Regions from separate parts of the Siniperca chuatsi genome. Here region 1 is linked to region 2. The links are chromatin contacts, called in public Hi-C maps. All regions are on one chromosome and are shown on one strand. Each heading gives the region's core, a stretch centred on a gene start, on an enhancer-like site or on the middle of the called end of the contact. The rest is flanking DNA. Distances are from core to core; before and after follow the strand shown.

What was found. A called contact is a pair of places that touch in the nucleus more often than the background predicts.
Region 1: a Hi-C map of liver shows a contact between it and region 2, with 3 times the contacts expected there. The contact joins two enhancer-like sites. A contact is called at or near these places in 3 of 3 Hi-C or Micro-C datasets (liver, skeletal muscle and an unstated tissue).

The regions. Positions count from the first base shown.
Region 1 is chrLG18:14,511,567-14,514,266 of ASM2008510v1, forward strand. It overlaps nnt (NAD(P) transhydrogenase, mitochondrial), which reads right to left. Exons shown (of 21, transcript XM_044175219.1): 16 at 2,153-2,332; 17 at 1,655-1,814. Among protein-coding and RNA genes, the nearest start is that of ccdc80l2, 25 kb to the right of the region's middle. Within about 2 kb of position 1,350, the one cell type or tissue checked has an H3K27ac peak away from gene starts, as active enhancers do. A contact at or near this core is called in liver, where this site is marked.
Region 2 is chrLG18:14,398,649-14,401,348 of ASM2008510v1, forward strand. rai14 (ankycorbin) reads left to right here. Exons shown (of 20, transcript XM_044175217.1): 20 at 1-65. Among protein-coding and RNA genes, the nearest start is that of fgf10a, 33 kb to the right of the region's middle. Within about 2 kb of position 1,358, the one cell type or tissue checked has an H3K27ac peak away from gene starts, as active enhancers do. A contact at or near this core is called in liver, where this site is marked.

The DNA.
Region 1 (2,700 bases), core at 100-2,599, 110 kb after region 2:
CGAAGCCAGGAAAACACTTATGTTTATCAGGCAGAGTCTTAACCGTTTCCACAGATGTCAATCAGGCAAAGTGACTGTGACGGCTCCAATTAGGGAGAATGGTCAAAATGGAAACACGGGAACTGACTGAAAGCCGGTGCTGGGTAAAAACACTAGTCTGACTACTGACTACTATGGCAGAGAGAAGAATTATGCATTTGGATGGTTGTTCTGAAACTGATGTCATTAGCAAAAGGTAACCTATATACACCGGCTGATGTGATGTATGAACTTTTAATAAATATACATTAATTTTATTGTCTGTACAACAGTATATAAACTTTGCACTGATGTTTCATACAAATACCAAGTGTGTGACTTTCATGTACTGGTTTAGAGGCTTCGTGATGTCCTGACTGAACTTTAAAGCCTGGGTAACTGATGTCTCACTCAATTCATAAAATTACTTTGAAAAGGTTCTATTAAGATTTGTTTCTACTTATTCTGATCCTCATATTTCACTGGTTTATGTTTTTCTGTAATTCTTCAAAGAAATGTCTGGCATTTTATTATTTGTCTTGTCTTGGTGTGGTATTGTCTGCAGACCATTTTGAGAAAAAGCTTAAAAAAAAAAAAAAAAAAAAAAAACAATTTTAAAAACACATCATTTTTCATTTCCGCTCCGTAATTTCTCCCACTCCTTTCCAACTCAATAATGTTTTTGGCCTGTTTTCTGTTTTTCAGAATTTGTGTTAGTCTCACAAAAGAGAAAAAAAGATGGTTTATCTACATTGGATTCTGCTCCATGGATCACTTCTTTTTCACTTCTTCTCAACCACGTGACCACTTTAAGTTTGCAATTCTTGTAAATTGCAGAGGTTTCCTTTAAAGACTCAGTTTTTGTATATAGACACTCAGCACTTTGACTGTAATCACCAATTTGCAGGCTGGATGCCTTAGTCTGTGTTTACATGTACCCACGTGAGTAAAACAACTCTTTGGAACTGTGACTAGTTCACAACAGTCTGGCAAGATGTCTGAAATGTCACTGGGCCACACAATGATGATTTCAGGACAGCAGCACCAAGGACCATCATAATAGTTCATGTGGGAGGTTCAGACACACATTTATAGTCAAACATATAAAACATGTGAAACGAGAAAAAAAGCATGTAGCTGGAACAAGGGTTGGAACCTTCGCTCTAACCCCGAAAAAGGAACTAGAAGCCAATTTTGAACGTAGTATTTGAATTGTCAACAAAAACCCTCATACCCTCATTCCATCTAATTTTCCCTTGACCTTGCATATATATGCTGCACTGTAGAATGTCTATTTACCAGGGACTGACGACCACACAGAAACCTGAGAGTGTGTGTGTGTGTGTGTGTGTGTGTGTACGCATGTCTGCGTGTGTGTGTGTACGCATGTCTGCGTATGTGTGTGGCCGCTCTACCATGAATTGTCAATTAGCCTAGCAAAATGGTGATGTAACATGGGTCAAGAAAAGGTTAAATAAACAGAACACACACTTTGCTAATGCTAAAACAAAAAACAAACAAAAAACGACTGGCAAAGTCAAAGTACCATGTTTTTCCACTCATGTACAAGACCTCTGAAGTTTGTGAAGGGGTGTTTGCGTGTGTGTGTGTGCTTGTATTTGTGTGCGGGTCTTACCTGGAGTGATGATTATGCTCTGGGCCTCTTTAATCATGTCAACAGACTGATCCACGTTGACCTCTGTGTGTGTCCCTGTGATCTCCATGGGCTTTCCTCCACCGGTGGAAGACGTGCCGTAGCCTCCCAAGATCACATTAGCCAGTGAACGATTCATGGCCTGAGAGGGGAGAAAGATATTTTGTATTTCGTTTTTTTTATGGTTACATTATCTATTGCTTTCACTTCATTGTGACTGTGCATACCAAAATACGGCAATCAGAAGAAATTTGAAATGGATATTCCCTTAAAAACACACAAAATTTTATTCAGAACAGGGACTCTACTATGGTAAAGTTAGAGTCCCTCCTGGTGGACAAAAGAGGACCAACCACATGAAATAGTGTGCTAACCTACAAAACACATCATATACTTCACTTTAGAATGTCAAACAGTGCTGCTGAGACACAAGCACAACGATGTCTGTTCTTCTTTAAAGTGAGACTGAGCTCCACTCACCACACACATAATGTATGACAGAATGGCTCCAGACGATCCAATGAGCGCTCCCACGATGGTCAGCAGGTTGTTGTTGAGCAGGAAGCCCTCAGCACACAGGGCCCAGCCTGAGTAACTGTTCAGTACGGTGATTACCACCGGCATGTCTGCGCCTCCAATAGCTGCTGTCAGGGTTACACCCTAAAGGATAGAAGAAGAAAACAGGAGAGGAGTTTTATCCACCGCTGTAATCAGATTAGCCGTTTAATACAGTGAACGCCACAGCAGATGTGAGGACCAGCTATAAAGAAGAGACGTGATCTATAAAGGGAGAAGTGAAGATAATTTTTAAAAAGTATTAAATTCTTCTTCCATAACAACTGGAACTAGCTAGCTTAATGATGTACTGGTTGAACATCACTCACTAGGATGCCTTTTAAAAATAAAATAAAAAACCCAACCATTTCTCTTCCACTGGAAAACAGCCTTTCTAGCTTCACTTCCATTTTTCACAATCAAATCCACTTGTTCTCTGTCCCTCTATCATCTGTGCAGTTTTTGTTTAACAA
Region 2 (2,700 bases), core at 108-2,607:
TAAAAAAAAATGCTTGTTTGCCAACTGCTTTTTTGCCCCCATTAATAAATTTTCAAGATACTGAACCATTGTGTGTCTGTTTTTTTGTTTCCCATCTCTAAAATATCAAAATGTGTGAAAATGACCACATTATATTTGAAACTGTAATAGAATTTCAGCATAAAATGGGAAGTGATTGAATGAAATACGTATTTTATTGTGTCATGCGTACAGCTACAGTATGCCCAGACTGCACAGGTTTATAAGCCAGATTCAGAACGCCACATACATTTTCAAACACAACACTGCCTTCTTTTCCAGGCTGTAGAGACGTAGTTGGCAAACTTAAAAGACATCACACAATCTATTTTCCTACTGAATATTTTTTATATGCCAACCTCAATGGCCACAAAGAACAATGCCAGTTCTTTACTGTGCAACTAAAGATCTTTGGCTTCTAGATAAACAAGATATAACATATGATTCAGGGCTTTACGTCAGATGGAGATTAAATGTTCAGTATCATTAAACCTTTGCTAGCAAAGACAGAAGCTGTTCCTCTATTAGCCCAGAATGGGCCACAATGTTTCTTTCAATAGTTCATTCAAGAGTCATTGTAAAATTAAAAACATACTTATGTTCAAGTGTTTAGTGAAGTGCAAGAGCAGGAAAAGAAAGACTGAACAGGCGATAAATGACCACTAGATGGCAGCCTTTGCCAAAATTGGAGCTCTCACCTCTCAGCTCACACAATTTATCGATGGGTGACATATTAAAGGAAAAAACTGAATAAATTACATGAAATGAAATGAAACATAAGAAACGTAACGGTTTGATGAGTATGAAAATGATGTGAATTATTCACTATGGCCTTCACAGTCACCATTTTGCTACCTAATTGAATTACTATGGGATATTTGGGACAGACATGTTAGAGACAAACTCTCATCATCACAACACCAAATGAAGGAATATTGTTTTTAAGAACAGTGTGTCACTCCAGTAGAGTTACAGAGACTTGTAGGATCTATGCAAAGGAACATTGAAGCTGTTCTGGTCCAACACCTTACTAAGTCACTTTATGTTGTTTTTCTTCTTTAATTAAACCCCATCTATACATATGTACACATGATATAGTGTATCTAATGTTCAGCAACATCTTCCAGAATCAGAGTAAGAAATATACACTTTGAGTTTGAAATACTGGGTGAATAAGAAAAATCAGATGCATTGTTTATCTTCCTGTTGGGTTGGGCACACCGTCCTCCCATGTCAACACTCTGTCCTCCCTCTATGTCCACTCAGCTTTGGCTCTCAGAAGTCCTGCCAGCCCAACTCTGGGTAATTTATCTGCCGTTCTGTTTCCTCTAACCGGTGGCACAACCACTTCGTTTCCTGCCCTGGCCCTGTGTTCTGCCCGCTGGTCAAACACACACACACACACACACACACACACACACACACATATGCACGCAAGAAAGCACACACATGCATACACACACACGTACACCTCTGCCTTTACACGACAACTTCCTGTCAATCTTGCTTCCCCACACGTTCTGCCCTCAGGCCTCGGGGGTTAGTGGAGAGAGATCTAGCGCTGTGATCCTAATCCAGCTAGGGCCCGTATTTGTCAAGCATCCCAGGCTGCAGTAAAATCTCAAACTCTGAATGGTGAATTGGCTAAACTGAAATATTACAATTTGTTGCTATTTGACAAGGATGTTAAAACATGGGACTATTTGACAGTAATTTCTGTTGGTTATTTAACTAAGATTAAATTGACCTTTCAGTGTTTTCCTTCAATGTCAAATTTCTTTAAATGGCTTTAAAGTTAGATCAAAATTTTGTCACACATATGTTCTTTATCTGCTTGTTCCAATGGACATAGAACTGAAACAATTAGCCAGTTAATCGATTATTGATGGAAAGAAAATTGTCAAAAGATTGGATAATCAAACCTTTTATTAAATCAAATTGGAGGCTTACACTGCACTGTAACTTTTAACTTTTAAACTTTTAATTTAAATGTCTTTATATTGCCTTATATTGCTTTTACATTTTGTCTTGATGCCTTTTATGTTTTATGTAAAGCACTTTGAATTGCCTTGCTGTTGAAATGTGCTATACAAATAAACTTGCCTTTTAAATCATCAGTCAAGCAAAATTGCAAAAAATCCACTGGTTGCTGCTATCCAAATGTGAAGCTTTTCATTATCTTATATGATCATAAATTAAATATCTATGGGTTTCGGACTGTTGGTCAATCAAGCAATTTAAGACGTTACCTTTGGCTCTGGGAAAATGTTGGACATTTTGCAGACAAAACGAATAACGTAATGATTTACTGAGAAAATAATCTGCAGATTAATCATTAGTTGCTGCCCTACTTCGAATCCATATTGTCCTGATTTAAATGCTCAAAACCAGATGTTGTGATTTGTATGACCGCACTATTACATCCAACGAGAATTCTAAATATCTTGCATGTAATTTGACATTTCTCTGTAATCCAGCATGATGTTTCTTATGTTTGCACACTTGTCGATCTGGACTAGAATTTAAAATAGAGCCTTTGTGATAATGACTTGCCACTGAGGCAGTAAAGTTTAAGGGGTTAATGGATTTGGCCCATATAATACCAAAAGATAACAAATGATGAGGGGACCCAGAACTGAACCCTGAGGAACCCCAGAGCACACATAAGGTGTTTTGTGACTC